Linked DNA regions of Mus musculus: region 2 is linked to region 1. Evidence: chromatin contacts called from public Hi-C data. All regions are on one chromosome and are shown on one strand. The core of a region is the stretch at or near the end of the contact, and the rest is flanking DNA. Distances in the headings are between cores, read along the strand shown.

Region 1 (7,755 bases), core at 3,358-5,857:
TCAGAGTGCTCCCCAGGCAGCAAGATGCAGGGATGTGCTTGGAACAGGAGACTGGAATGTGCTGTTTACTGGTTGCTCCCTGGGACCAGGCTCAATGGGAGGGGTGAAGAGCTTAGTGAGGCCACCATGTCCCTGGGAGCAGCACCAACCCTCCATCAGATTCCTGCCACAACCCCAGTCCCTTTCTTGTTGTACCTTAGTGTCACACGGGTGGGACTCCTGGCTAGGAGAACAGACCACTCCAGCTGGTCTTTTTAATCTCACAGGAGCAAACTGCCTGGCCAAATCACCCCTGGGCAGGACGCCCCTGCACGTGGTCGCAGCCATGGGCAGGACAGACTGCGTCCAGCCCTTACTGGAACATGGTGCCTCCATCCATGACAGAGACTTGAAGAGCGACACGCCCATCACCATTGCGCGGCGCCTGAAGCGAGGACATTTAGAGCACAAGATGTTCCTTCTCTACTGGATGGTCAAGTCGGGGTCCCGGGACCCGGACTTGGTAGGGAGGAAAGCTTTGGAGAAATCCAGCCCTGGGATGGCGACCAGGAGGAGCACAATATTAATCTCCTGAGTACATTTGCCCATCACAAGACTCTGGGACGACCTTACATCCCCCCCCACTGCCTCCCCCCCCCCATGGCACTCACTAGGGAACAGAAAGAAGGGACAGATCCAAATCAGACGCCAAGTTGATTGTCCTCTTACTAGCGTCTCCGGAAGGGTGTAATGGAGCAGGTGAGTTCATCTCTTTTGTAATCCATTCTGTCCCCCACCACGCTGACAATGCCGGCCTTTAATTTTAAACTCTTTGTACATTGGTGCCCAATCACACCGTTTGGGGTGATGATAGCCAATTATCCCTCCCTCCCGAGGCCCTCTAACGCACCAGCATAATGGGAGTAATAACAGGAATGGTAATAGCGCTCCTGCGACTGGCACAGAATGAGCACTGCCTACGTCAGGAGGTCATGAGCAGCGTAGGTTGCGAATTTGTTTGTCAAACCCATGCAGCTGACCACTTCCGTGGCCAGGGATGGGACACAGTGTAGGCTGAGCTAGCCCTGGGATCAAGAGGGAAGCCGAGAGTGTGTCTTGTGGGCCTCCAAACATAGTCTCCCAAGGGGTTCATTTCTTATCTGTGTGGGAAGGAGTCATGTGGCCTTCAGTGGGAAGAAAACAGCACAGGAGACAGAAAAGAGAGAGAGGCTGGCACCCTCTTCCTGCGGTCCCAACCCAGTGTCCCCACAGCCTTCACGCTCCCTTCCCACTGTCTCCAGCACCGTCTCTCCCTGGGAGCCATTCATTGGCCCCAGGCACTCTGCCTGGCATGAGGACCCATACATTTGGGGACAAGCACTCCATTTCTCCAATCCAGTTAGACACTTGAGTAGACATCCAGCATCCTCAAGCCTTCGGTGGTGACATTTCTTCAGTCTGGAGCAAGATCACTTGGACATGCACTCCTGGGCTCTGGGCTCTGAGGACACTTCAATTAGAGACAAGCGTTGGGCCTCAGACTACACCGCAGCCCCTGTCATGGGGGGGTCGGTGAACCAAGTGCAGAAAGCAAGCAGGGAAACGGAGGCTGGGGCCCAGTGCCTGGAAAAGAGTACAGGGAGCCAACACCAACAGAAAGGCGGGCCAGAGATTGTTCTAGAATGTTCTGGAGTGAAAACCTGACTTTCATGAGAGTTTCACTCTTGGTTTTGAAAGATGGCCTTGAAATTCTGAAGAAGTAGGGAGGTATGCAGGCACACGGGGGTGGGGGCAGGGCGGGTAGGGGTCACGGGGAGACAGCTGCTCAGCTGTTTGTTAGGTTGGGATGTGCTCGAAGGAGCCTGAGCCCCATTAGGATGGCTTGCAGTTGTAGGACTGTAGTGCAGGGAAGGGCCACAGGCCTCATGGTGGCATGACATCTGCCTTGTCACTCCCGTTGGGCCATATGTTTCCCTGGAGCCCCAAACCCTGACCCAAGTCCTGGAACATGTCAAAGGTCTCCTGACAACTCATCAGGTCGCCTTGGGTGGGGCTGACCTGATAAGGTCATCAGGTCATCAGGTGAGAGGCATGGCACCCTGGCTGCCCTTCCAATTTCCCAACAATAAGACCTTGCTTTAAAATTAATGGTCTGCGTTTCCTGGTGTCACAGCGAGTAAGACCTTTGTTGACAATGGTCTTACACCAGCCGACGTGGCTGTACCCAGGCTCAGCCTTCTGTTTGACAAATAGAGAATCAGGAAAGCTCATCTCAGCCTCGGGATGTCAAGCTGAGAGCTTATTTTTGGCAGGCATGCTCCAAAGTCAATAGGCAGATATTAAAACAACCCCAATCCATCGGGTCGGGTCACTTAGCTAATGAGGTGTGCGGAGGTGAGGTGACTTATGGGTAGCCTTTTAACTTAACAAGTGGAGTCCCTCCAAGTCCAGTGTTTGCCAGGAGCTTGCTAAGCAGTCTTTGTTATTGGAAGGGCCAACCGCCTGGCAGGAGGACCCACACATTTGGGGAACAAGCACTCCACTTCCCTCAATTCAATTAGACACTTGGCTAGATATCTAGCAGCATCAAGCCTTCTCTGGTGACATTTTCTTCAGTCCAGGACAGGACCACTTGGACACATGCCTAGGCTCTGAGGATACTCCATTAGAGACAAGCTTGTCTTGGGCCTTGTCTTGGGCCTTAGGATACAGCTTGGGTGTGTGTGTGTGGGGGGGGGGCTTTCCTAGCATGAACAGGGCCCTGGATCCAGTTCCCAGCACTGTGAACACATAATGTGCAACACCCCCCCAACCCCTGTAACACACACACTATCATATCACATAGAAACAAGCCCATGTCACGAGCTGTACATGTCAACATCTCCGTGATCTGCCATTGGCTGACAGAATGTTACATCTGGAGCTGCTTCCCCCATGCTCGTCCTATCGTTCATGCTTCAGGGGACATCAAAGGAGCATCAGGGGAGGGGTCATTGACATTGTTTCCACAGGAGTGGAAATACCTCGATGGCCCACGCCCTGGAGCAGATCTGGAATGTGGAGGGTGGTCTGCTACATCCTGGGAACAATGTGTGTATGGGGAGGACACTGGTTCCCTTATGTCTGTGCCCTCACTGGGCTGGCCTTCCGGTCATCAGGGACCTCACTTGTGTGGAGTTGGAGTCATAGAGAAGGAGCTATCGCAGCCCTCCAGGCTCATGTCTCCGGGCCGGTCTTCACTTCTCTGAGGCAAGGATTCCTTGTAGAGGGTAGAGGAAGGTCCTTCCTACAACAGGTCCCTGAGGTTGCTGGACACACTGGAGAACACCGTTCCCCCCACCCCCCAAAAAAATGCTGTTTGAGATGTTGCCTGGGAGCCCCGCGGAAGCTCTGGGAAAGGTGGTTGAGGAAAGAGACGGAAAAAAAAAACTCACTTGATGTCTTTTCTGAGCTCTCTCTGCTTCTGGCCACTGAACTCTGATGAGCAGTCCTTGGTCCTTAGTGCCCTGGGACGTGTTATGGTGTGCCCTTGAGGACCTTAGAGGGGACATAGAAATGATCTTATCTCTTCATCCCAGCCAGAGACATAGCTCACCGGTAAAGCCCCATGGCATCCTGGGAAGAGTTCTGGAAAGCCAGCCCGGCAGGATGACAAAGCAAAAATGATGGTTTGCACTGCACCGAGCTCCCGTTTGCCTTGGCTATAGGGTTTCTCAAAGTCAGTGCTCAGTGACCAGCGTATCCTTTCCCCTTCCCCCACCCCCGGAATGAGTCTCTACTCTCTCCCCCTCATCTGCCCTGCAGAGGTCACTGTAGCTGGCCTCTGTCACAGGAGCCAGTGCAATGGAAAACTTAAGACCAGCAACATAAGCTCTAGTCTAGAGCTCTCAGCCTGTGAGGCTAACTCAGGACTGAGATGGTGGGCCTATGGGCCTATTCTCCTGGCGCTTCAGCCTCGGTGCCACCCCCACCCCCCTCAAGTGTCATCAGCAGGAAGTAGAGCTGTCTCCGCGCACCTGAGTCTTTTGCTCTCCCTGGATTGCCTGTCTGTCCCCACTCTATGATCACTAGCTCAGGGTTTCCAGAATGTGGGAAAAAGTGTCTCTGTCTCTGTCTGTCTCTCTGTCTCTGTCTCTCTCTCTCTGCCCTGCATGGGGTTACTCTCAACACCACGTGCCGAAAGCTGAACTTGGGCCCTCTACAAAAGCAGCCAGTGCACTTAACCACTGAGCCGCGTCTCCAGGTGCCCCGCTGGGTTTCTTTATGTGGGTTCTGGGGCTCAGACTCAGGTCCTCATGCTTGCACAGCAAGCGTTACTGATGGAACCGACCCTCACCCCCACCCCGCCCCAAGCCGTCCTCCCCATCAGCTGTGCAACCTCAGAACCAATGGCCATCTCCTGAGACCCTCGGCTCCCCTCTACCCATCTCATCAGCAGGTTTTGCCCTTCTGCACAGCCAGTCCTGTTGGCAGAAGAAACAGCCCAGGGGAATTGCCTACCACAGCAACTCCTTGGTGAGCAGGAAGGAGGGCAGTTCTGTGGTCGGCTACACATGCTTTAGAGACTCCCTCTGCCCCTAGATATGTGGCATTAGACCAACCAGGGGCAGCTCTTGGGGTCTCAGCTGCCTCATGTGGCGCGTTCGGGGTAGTAAAACCTGCCCCTGTTGCCACCAGAGAGATGGAATGCCTGGCTCGAAGCAGACACTTGAAAAATGGCAGGCATTATTCGTATTATTATACCACCAACACTTAATTTGCTTAAAATGTTTACTCTCTGAGAATCGATCCCCTCCCGGATTCCAGAGAGGCTCATAAATTCTCAGCAAACCTTATACAATAAGAGTCTCCATCCAGAACTAATAATTCCCAAAGTGGGAGATTAATAATTTCCCGTAAACTTGCTGGTCTGGACATTAAGTGGTGGAAGGCTTTCTCAGCAACTCATAGAGCGCCCCCAGGCCAGAGCCGCTGCAGAGGAACAACAGGCTCTCAGGCAGAGGAAAATTCCAGTCTTCAGGCCCTGCCCCTGCACTGCGCATTGAATACAGAGGCAGCCAGTGGAGGGCACAGAAACCCATTAACATTTGGCAAAACACCGGGGTTTGTGTTCTGCGGAAATGTCAGGGATGCTGCTATATGCGTCACTTGAAAATTCAAGAGTGGAGCTCAATTTGGGGGGCTCGAGGGTGGCATTTCTGCCTGAGTCCTGGAACTTTCTGCAGAGCGGGCACAGGGGACATGTACATTGGCCAGGGGGACACGTGTATAGCCCTCACGACATCCGGAAAGGGGTCTGTCCTCCATCACTCTAGGAGTACACATCTGGCCACGGAACAAGAAAGCCCAGTGTCCCATCTGCCCCAGGAAATCACGTCCTGTGTTCCCACAGCATCATCCTTGACTTGTTTGGTTGCTATATGTTCTAAATTTAAAACGGAAAAAATTAAAAAATACCAATAACATCTGGGGCTCCAGAGTGCATGTGTGTGTGTGCCTGGGAAATGTCACAGGGATGTTTAGAGAATTCCATATCCTTGCAAGGTTATAACTCACCATTTCCTGTCCAAATCCCAGTCTAGACCCAGCTCCCCAGCTTTGTGGAAGTCCCAGAGCATAAGATGTTTATATATGTTGAAACCGCAGGCCTGGATGATAAGGCCTTGAGTATCCCTTGTGCCCAGCACGGGGTATGTTGGGGGGCATAGTTTGCAGCTTTTGAAAGACCATACAGGGTTGGAGGGATGTGATTAAGGGTGTTAGCAGTCCTTATAGAAGGCCAGGATTCATTTTCCAGCTCAAACCTACCTGTAACTTCAGCTCCAGACCCCCTCTTCTGGACTCTGTGGTCACTGCATGCATATTCCGTAGATGTATGCAGACAGTACGTAAACACACACAAAGGCATACATGCATGCACATACACGTTCAGGGACACACGCACACACGTGTTTTTATTTAAAAAATCATTTGAGGGTCTTGGGATGTAGCTTAGTTGACTGTGTAATACCTGTGAGGCCCTAGGTTCAATTCCCAGCCTTCCAAAAACTGGGTGTGGATGTCAGCTGGAATTCGAAGTTCAAGGACATCCTCAGTTACACGGTGAGCTCTAGGTCATCTTGGGCTACATGAGACCCTGGTGGGTTTTTTGTTTGCTTGTTTGTTTTTAAAAAAAGACTTGATCTTGTCTTGTATACTGTAAGTACAAGCCAAGGGACTGCCCGGGATGTGGCCCTAAGGGTTGGAAATATTTACTTGATCCCCAAGTTATAACTGTCAAGAGACACCCTGTGTATGTTTGTCCATGTAGATTTAGGCATAAAGAATGATGTTAAAGAGGCTGAGGCCCTGGGTCCATCCACACTGTATTGGGGATCAAGTTTGATTCCCAGAAACCAAGCAAAAAGCCAGATTGGTGGAGACTGAATCCCTCGGGGTCTGTTGGCCAGCCATTCCAGCCTATTGGAGACTGGACCCCTGGGGGTCTGTGGGCCAGCCATTCCAGCCTACTTGTAGTAGGCTAGTGAGAGCTCCTGCTTCAAGTAACAAGGAGGATGGAGCCTGAGGAGAGGCACTGCTGTGGACATTTGCCCTCCACAGATGTGTGTGTGTGTGTCTGTGTGTACACATGCATACATATACACCTTACACATGTTTGCACACAGAAGGACACACTTGCACATATGAATACACATGCACACACACATATGTGCACACATGCATGTACACTTATACATGCATAGGAGTGCACACAAGCACAAATATACACACAATGCACACAGACACATACCCACACATGCACATGAGCACACACAAATGCATATGCTCACATACACACAAAATAGTCACACAATATACTCATACAATGCACGCACACCCACACACATTCTTGCACACACACACACAAAGAAGAAGAAAGGAAAAAGACCTGTCCCATCATAGCTCTTCAAAGCTGGGGAATTTTGACAATGAGCCCTTCCAAGGTATTTTTGAATGCCGTATACAGTGAATGCACTCAGAGCATTGAGGTAGGGGGCATAAGCATTATGCCACAGCAGGTCAGTCAGGTTTCCTTAGACATGCCTGTGGGGCCGAGCACCATCATGCAGTGTGGACTGAAGGGTGAGCAGACATGTGCCCAGACTCCCCAGACAACTCCACTGAGATGCCTAAGACAGGTGCAGTGACAGGGACCAGACCCCAAAGCTTCCAGAACTTTTAAAAGCCCCCAACTCCTGGATTCTGAAAGGAGCCCCTCCCAGACCAGCTCAGAGCTAGCTTCTGCTAGGCAGTGCTATTGGGAACTGCGACTGCAGGCTGGAGATGGAGCTACCACCAGGTGTCGCCTGGAGACCACAGATGGATTCCAAGCCAGAGACTGGAGGCCAGCCAAATCCCCCTTTCTCCCTGCATTAGAACCTTGTGCCTCAGGTTTCCCCACCCCATTATTACCTACTGTTTTCATCTTTGCGTAGGTGAAAAATAGTTTTTAAAACATGTAAATTTGTATTTTCTTAAGATAGTGTCTCATGTAGCCCAGGGTACTTGACTCCTTCTGGACTCATGTCTTCCAGTTTAATGGCCTTCCAGGGGCTTAGGAATCATGGTCTCAGGGTTAAGGGTAAGAGGTAGCTAGCTTTAAAAGAGAAAAAAAAATGTAAGGGTCTCACTATTATGTTGCTCTGGCTGCCCTGGAATTCAATATGTAGCCGAGGCTGGCTTTGAACTCATAGAGATCTACCTGCTTCTTCCTCCCAATTGCTGGGTTGAAAGGTG
Region 2 (7,755 bases), core at 2,482-4,981, 560 kb before region 1:
GGAAGGAAGAGGCTGAGACCCACTCCCCGGCCTCCGTCCCTTGGGATCTGGGCTTTTGCACCCCCACGTCAGTGATGTATTTCTGACATTTAAACATTTGGCCAGTGTGTAATGGATATCTAGCATATGGTGAAGGAAGCCACAAGAACACTGGCCAAATGCTCAGCCATGCCCTGAGGGAGTCCTGGAAACATCCCTCCTGGCTCAGATAGAGCCTTGGCTGAAAGGGTGTCCTATCTAGACCATCTACTGTGGGTGGGAAAATGAAAAGGGTGTCTTGTGACAGAGAACACCCCAACAGATCACCAAACATGCTACATAAATGAAAGATTCAGGGAAACTCCTAGTCCCGGAGCTACTGAGATGACTGAGTTGGTCGGAGTTCTGCTAGCCTCAAAGCTACTGTTCACAGACCAGCCTAACTCCCTGGCCAGGGTGCCCAGGAACCATCCATACTGCTAAGTGCTTATTTACCCCTTGTGTGTGTGTGTGTGTGTGTGTGTGTGTGTGTGTTCGTGTTTGTGACATGTTCAGGGGTGTGTGCCCATGTATACATGTGGAAACCAGAGGTCAACCTCAGATTTTATGTCTCTGGAGCTATCTTTTTCTCCCCCTGTTTTTTGCTGTTTTGTTTTGTTTTTGAGACAGGATCTCTCACTGGCCCAGGCCTTGCAGTTTAGGCTGGGGTCCAAGAATTCCTCTTCTCCCCATCTGCAAGAACTGAAATGGAAAGCTCACATCACTTTCAGCTGGTTTTTTATGTGAACTCCGGGGATCTAACTCAGGTCTTCATGATTGTGTGGCAAGCCATCTCCCACAAAAAAAAAAAAATGTATTGTTTTTATTCTGGCAAATATATATACAACATAAAATTTGCCATCTTCCCCAGTTTTAACTGTATGAGTTTTGAGAGAATTCACCCTGTGCAAGCCTCCGGACCACCCACCTCCAGAGCTACACTGATTCTGTTGAACTTAAACTCTCTCCCCATCAAACTAACTCTCCTACCTTCTCTCCCTCAGCCCTGTAATACTCTAGTTTCACCACTGAGTCTGGGGACCCCTGTGACTGGCTTATTTTCCACAACAGAGCAGCATCAAGATTCATCCAAGTTGTGGCTTGGGTCTGGGTTGCCCTCTCTCGGGTCCACTTCACACGCACCGTACACATTTGCATCCCTCCCTCATCTCTCCATACCCGCTGTAATTGAGTGTGTGGTGAGAGCTATCATGTTAGCTACAACCATGGGCCTACACACCTAGCTCTGAAAACTTTCCTTGGCTTCTCAGAAGACGTGCTCAGTAGAAGAACTGCTGTGTCATGGGGTAATTGTCCTTGAACTTTTGGGAGAGCAGCAGGCTGTATCCCTAGCGCTCACGCCATGCGACATACCAGCCCCGCGTGACAGCTCCAATTTCCCTCCAGCCTCATCAACATTGATTATCTTCTGGGTTCCTTGCATAGCAGCCACCCTAATGGGTGCGAGGTTGTAGCTCGCTGTAATTTTGTCTCGCATTTTTCTAACCATTAGCCACGTTGAACATCTTTTCATGTGCTCATTAGCCGTTTGTGTATCTTCTTAGGAAAAATGTCTATTCAACTCCTTCGCCTATTTTTGAATTAGGCTGTTTTCTGTTGTTGCTATTTGGTGGGAGCTTTGTTGTCCTTGCTGCTGCTTTTGAGATGAGCTCGCACTGTGTAGCCCAGCCTGGCCCCCAGCTCACGACTCTCCCACCTCAGTATCCAAAGTAGCTTGAATTACAGGTGCCTGCCATTGTGCCACCTAAATTGGTCTGTCTCGCTTTGGGAGAATGAGGTGGAGGAAATGAGCCAGGGCTTTGTGTCTGCTAGACAACGCTCTGCTACATAATTTTGAGTTATAGGTGTTTATGTATTCTGGGTCAGACCCTTATTAGATATGTAATTTACAAATGTTTTCTCCTTTTTACTCTGTTAATAGTGTTTTTTGATGTGTTTATATACAGGGAGGGGGTATACATTGCTCATGTATACCTGTGGGGAGGTACGTGTGTGGCTACCTGTGTGTGTTATATGCATGTGTAAATGTGGGTATGTATGTGTGTGGTATGTGTGTGTGAGTATGTGTGTGTATGTGTGTGTATATAGGAGAAAAGTGGACATTGGGTGTGTTTCTCTGTTGTTCTCCATCATATTTTTGGAGAGAGACAGAGTCTCTCACTGAGCCCAGAATCACTAGTTGAGCATCATGAACAGGTCATCAAGCCCCAGGGATCTGTCCGTCTGTCTGTCCTAGACTCCTGATGCTGGACTTTGCCTGCATGTTCAGCTGGATCCGTATGTGTATGGGGAACTGAGGACGGGTCTGGGCCTCACACTTGCACATCAAGCACTTCGCTGTCTGAGCCACAGTCTCCACCATCCTCATCCTTTTTGATGCACAACATTTTAGAATTTTCACCAATCCCAACTTTCTTCTTTGTGTTCTTCCATTGCCAGAGCTATCAAGGTCATGTCCTAGACGTCATTGTCACATGCAACGCCATGGAGCTTATGTGTGTTACTGGTGCAGAACCTGAGGCTCAGCACCCAGGCCACATGCAGAGCCTCCTGGGTATACACTCACTGTCGAGTGCCTTGGAAAGTGCCATCTCTCTGACCACACAGAGTGTGGTGCATTGTGTGGGGGTGGGAACAAAGGACAGAGGGTCTTAGAGGACCAGAGAGCTCTTTCAGTGCACAGGCTATGCCAGGCCAGATGACCCTTACTCTGCATACAAGCACCAATCATCTGTGGACTTGGGCCTCTGTAGATGCTATACAGGACAAGATCATAGCAGCTGTCTAGCAAGCAGCAAACTGCTGGTGACATATTAGCTATTCTTGTGATGGCCCATGGTTGGAATAGATGCTAGCCTCTAAGGTCAGCCTTAGGACTTTGATTTCCACCAAGCAGGCTCCCCGGGCACCACACACAGCCTTCTCCAGCCTCCAGCAAGGCAGCTGAGGCTTCTCATAACAGTTGATTTCTAAGGTTCAGGGTGGGAAGACACTCCCAAGAGAGGGGTCTGTGCTTAAGGGAGTTTACTTGCAGGTGATGTTGGATCAATGTGGGTGAATGAAGAAGCTAGCTTTATGCCGTTGGTATACTGATGTCATACTGGACTTGGCGTGGGCATGAATCTCAGAGACTCATCCAGCGCATGACAGGAAAGAAGACAAACAAGTAAAGGTGCGTGGGGTGGAAGAAGGAAGGTCCCCCCACCCCCCAGAGCAGGCCAGGGCCAGCCAACAAGAACAGAGGCTTCTGGCTGGAGGCACCTTTTGTTCTGACTGCAGACCGGGAACGAGAACCAGGCTTCTGAACCTTTTAAGCTTGGGAGGGTGATTTCGTTTTCCTGCTGCATCCTCCTCCCTGGATTGATCTCAGAAACCCTCAGGACCACAGCAGGCCCCAAAGAAAGCCAAAATGGCCTCTGGATTAGACACGGATATGGACAGGTCTTCTCCTCAAAGGAGTGTTAGTTTATCTCTTGTCTTCCCCTCCAGCCCCCCTCAGCCGAGGCTGTATCTGGGGGTGGAGACTGGGTTTGGGGGGACCAACCTGGAGACAGCCCCCCCCCCCCCCCCCCCCGCCCGCCCGCTCTGAATCCTGAGTAGGAGCTTCACAGCGGGACCTGTAGCTAAGCCCAGTGTGGGGGCGGGGTGTGGAGTGAGCCAGCTGCAGCGCTTGTCTTCCGGCAGAGCTCACAGGATGACAGTACCCCACATGTGCGTGGGGTTGGTACTTTTCCAAGGGCTTTTAAATGCATTATCTTGTTGGAGGCGCATTTGAGGCAAGGACTCGGAACAGACTGGAAAACAACTAATTTACTGAGTCCTGAATGGAGAGGAAGCTGAATACAGCCTGTATTTTTGCTGAATCTCAAACCAAAACAACCTTTTGTTAAAGAACAAACAAATAAACAAAAATGTTGAACACTAATTCACCAGGGAACATCCGCCTGAGCAGGAGCTTCAGGCAGAGTCACAGCAGAAAATTCAACAGGCATTTACTGGGCACTGAGGGACCTGCTGGGATCAGAGGCCCGGGGAGGGGTGGGCACTGCAGCATGTCCTTGCGGCAAAGAACAACCTTCCCGGAAACCCTCCAGCCGGGAACTCACGGGAGATGCTGGAGGGAGGGGCTTGGTGCTTGATGCTCTAGGTGTGGGGCTCTGAGCAGAGGCCGAGGGGCAGGCTGGGGTGGAGGAGGGCGATGTGCCTGAACAGGGTGTCCCCTTGGGAAGGGCCTGGATGAGGAGGTTTGGGAACTCGTGTCAGCAGCCTCTGATGGAGTCATACCTAGAAGCAAACCGCAGTGTGTGTGTGAGTGTGTTGGGGGTGTCTCCTGGCACCCAACACCCTCTGTAGAAATAGCTCTCACTTGGTTCCCCCCCCCTTCTTGTTTCTTTGTTTTTGTTTGTTTTGTTTGAGGCAGGATTTCCTCTGTATAGCCCTCCCTAGCCGTTCTGGAACTTGCTCAGTAGACTAGGGTTGCCTCAAACTCAGAGGTCTGCCTGCCTCTGCCTCCCAAGTGCTGGGATTAAAGGCGTGCAGCATCAGCGCCTGGCAACCTGGTTCCCTTCTTCTAAGAAAAATGTTTGTATATATTTGTATGTGTGTATACATACAAACATATGCATATATGTGTGTATATGTGCATATGAATTCACATGTGTACGTGTGTGGTGGTGGGGATAAAGATATGTATATATTTGTATGTGTTTACATGTAGATGCCAGATATCTGGAGTCTTTCCTGAGTTGCTTCTTACCTTAATTTGTTAGACAATGATTTGCTAGACAGGCTGACCAGCAAGCTCCAAGAATCTTCATGTCTCTATCTCCCAAATGCTGGGATTAAAGGCACATACTGCTGTGTCTGCCTTTTACCTGGCTTCTCTCTATCTAAACTCAGGTCCTCATGATTGCACGGCAAGTACTTTACTGAATGAGTTCTCTCTTCCAGCTCTTCCATCTCAATGGGCTTCAGAGGCCACTTCAGCACCCATAAGGGTCAGGTAAGCAGACTTCTTCCTAAAACACCCATCATGTCTTGTAAGGGGTTACTCCCCTGTTGCAGTCACTTAGCACTGCGCGGTCTAAGATCTGGGTAGCAAAGATGGAGATCTGACACTGACTTTTCCTTGTTTCTTCCATCCAGTTTGGATCTAGCTTTGACTGGATCTGTCCTCTGGGGATATTGTGTTGGAGGTGCAGCCACACTCTGTGCAGCCACGCTTAGAGGTGGTATTACGGAAAGGTGGTGGCTGGGTCGACAGGAAGAGTCTTTGTGAGGGATTATGTATACTTTGGGGATGTCTGTGGGCAACTGCCTTAAGTTAAATGATAGGGGAAACCACAGCCTACTGTGGGTGGTGTCATTCCCTAAGCAGGGCATCCTGAACTGTGAGGAGTTGAATCACTGAGATGAACACCGGCATGCGTTCACGCATTTCTCCCCACTTATAACTCTCCACAGTGATGGACAGTAGCCAGGAATTCTAAGCTAAATCCTCTCTCTCTCCTTAGCCGCTCTTCCTCACGGGGTTTTAGTCACAGAAGTGGAACTAGATAGCGCTGACTTTGCCGGTGGATTAAGCCACTGAGGAGTTCATGCTGAAACTGGGTGGTGAAAGCTGACAGCCAAAGCAGTTCTTGACATTTCTTCTCTGACTCCCAGCTACCACGAGGTGAGCAGCCTTGACAGCTACCTGCTCCTACCAGCTGCCTTCTGTAGCAGGTCAATGCCTTCATACAAACCGTGGATGGAGCCCTCTGAAACCATGAGTGAAAATAAAAGGTTTCCCTTCCTGTTGATTTTCCTGGGGATTTGTCAGTGTAAAAAAAGCTGATTGATGCCCGTTTGCTGGCACAGAGAGAACTGATTTGGGGGAGTGTCTTCTTGGGTTTTGGGGACTTGAATGGGGTACCGTTATGGCTGTTGCCCATACCCAGCTCAATCAGCCCACTCCTTCAGGCTGCAATGTGGAGACCAGCTGACTTTTCTCCTGCAAGGCTGAAGTGCTCAGGCCTAGGGCTATGAGGACAAACCAGGCACTGGGTGACTGGAGGCACAGGAGTGACCAGAGAAGGTGAGCTTGGGTGAGACACTCCCGGCCATAAAACAACATGGCTCCCACACCTACCTTGTGCTTCTAAGCAGATTCAGGCCACTTTCAGTGTTCCCCGAAAGGCCAAAGGTGTATGTTTCTATGTTCCCTTAGCATGGGTGCATGGGTTCTTAACGATGGTCCTGTCTAGGGCTCCTTATGTTAATACAGAGAGTAGGTCTTCCTTCTGTGCTCTCCAAGTCAGGGGGAAGCTGGGCAGCTCCTAGCATGGAAGCTGAAGGTTCTGCTCCTCCTTGGGCATGCCAGGTGGTCACCCACTGTGGTCATGGTGAGGATGACCACAGCCTAGCTCACTCAGAATCAATCCTGCCTAGGAAATGGTGCCGCCCACGGTGGGCTGTGTCTTCCCCACAAAATTGAACTTAAGAGAATGCATCAAATACATGCCTATAGGCCGACTCAGTGTAGACAATCCCTCGTTGAGATCCTTCCTGGGTGATTCTAGGTTATGTCAAGTTGACAGTTAAAATGGACATCGTCTTCATGATGATAGTGGTCCAGTTGCCTCTGCACACCTTCCTCATATACTGGGCAAGCCACATTTCTGTGCAGTTCTCCAGAGCCTAGGCTGACCTGACTCTAAGACTGTTCATCTGCCACAATAGAGGTCTTGCAACCCTGTGACTCCTGCTGGGACTCCAGCAGAGCTTGGGGAAGCAGTTGTACCCTTAAGCCCTTTGACCTTTGGAAAGCGAACCTTTGGCTCACCCCCAGAAGCCCCAACACTGGGCATGCCAGCCAGGCCCTGCGGCTGCAGCTGATCCCCAGCTGGGTCCCTACCGCTGTGGCTGCCTTTGTACTCATACAAGGGAGACTCAGTTCCCCTGATGCTCTGTGACCCCTGTTTCCTGTGTCCACATGGGCACAGCTCCCTGGCATGGGGTGGGATGGGGATGGTGCCAGCTGCCCTAGAGAATGAACCAGACCACCTTGGTGACACTTCCCTCCTCTGGGGTGTCTCAGGGAGGTGTTGAGAGCTGCTACTGCAAGCAATTAAGTGGACTAATGACCCATGGAGGCCCCTGCCCTCCAGCATGGCCATGCCTCCCCGTACACAGAAGCCCACAGCTCCCCAGTCATTTGGCCACTGCCCATAACAGCTATTGACTGTCAAGCAAGGTTTCTCAGATAGGGCTAGAACCTAAGAGTTGACTTTGACTTTTCGGGCCTGCCTGGAGTTATGTACAAAGTAGACGATTATTAAACATTTGCATGGTATCAGACCAGAAACAGATACCTTCTTTCCAGGGCTGGAGAGAAGTGGAATCCAGGGGTTGGGGTGGGGTGGGAGTGGGAGTGGGGGCTTAGGCTGAGGTTTGTCGGTGAACTGGCACAGCATTTCAGGGCACGCAGTCTGCACATCTGCAGGCAGGCCCTTGCCTTGCTACCCATTACAGAAGGTGTAGGAAGCGACTCCCTACTCACTGGGGTCTAGTCCTGATCTCTCAGGCAGTCACAATGGGATGTACTGTGTTGGAAGACAGAGAGCAGGTGGGTTTTGTCTAAAATGGGGTCAATGTATCTCCAGATACTATGAGACCCCTGTCCCCTCCCCCTGTCCCTCCCCCTGTCCCCTGTCCCTTTCCTGTAGCCTAGGGTTG

The links. A called contact is a pair of places that touch in the nucleus more often than the background predicts.
Region 2: a contact with region 1 is called in a Hi-C map of the N1E-115 cell line, with 3 times the contacts expected there. The contact joins two enhancer-like sites. A contact is called at or near these places in 5 of 39 promoter capture datasets (cancer-associated fibroblasts, cranial neural crest, embryonic stem cells and 2 more), 2 of 484 Hi-C or Micro-C datasets (the N1E-115 cell line and embryonic stem cells), 12 of 115 datasets of contacts at active chromatin or transcription factors (craniofacial prominence, differentiating embryonic stem cells, embryonic basal ganglia and 8 more) and 2 of 9 other capture datasets (embryonic stem cells and liver).

What each region holds. Positions count from the first base shown.
Region 1 is chr2:173,561,588-173,569,342 of GRCm38.p6, reverse strand. Ankrd60 (ankyrin repeat domain 60) reads left to right here. Exons shown (of 4, transcript NM_027303.2): 4 at 267-685. The coding sequence ends at 574. Among named protein-coding and RNA genes, the nearest start is that of Ankrd60, 13 kb to the left of the region's middle. Within about 2 kb of position 4,607, at least 26 of the 459 cell types and tissues checked have an H3K27ac peak or open chromatin away from gene starts, as enhancers often do. A contact at or near this core is called in the N1E-115 cell line, where this site is marked.
Region 2 is chr2:174,123,122-174,130,876 of GRCm38.p6, reverse strand. Gm10714 (predicted gene 10714) reads left to right here. Exons shown (of 4, transcript NR_040530.1): 3 at 4,990-5,041; 4 at 5,185-5,839. Among named protein-coding and RNA genes, the nearest start is that of Npepl1, 17 kb to the right of the region's middle. Within about 2 kb of position 3,731, at least 99 of the 459 cell types and tissues checked have an H3K27ac peak or open chromatin away from gene starts, as enhancers often do. A contact at or near this core is called in the N1E-115 cell line, where this site is marked.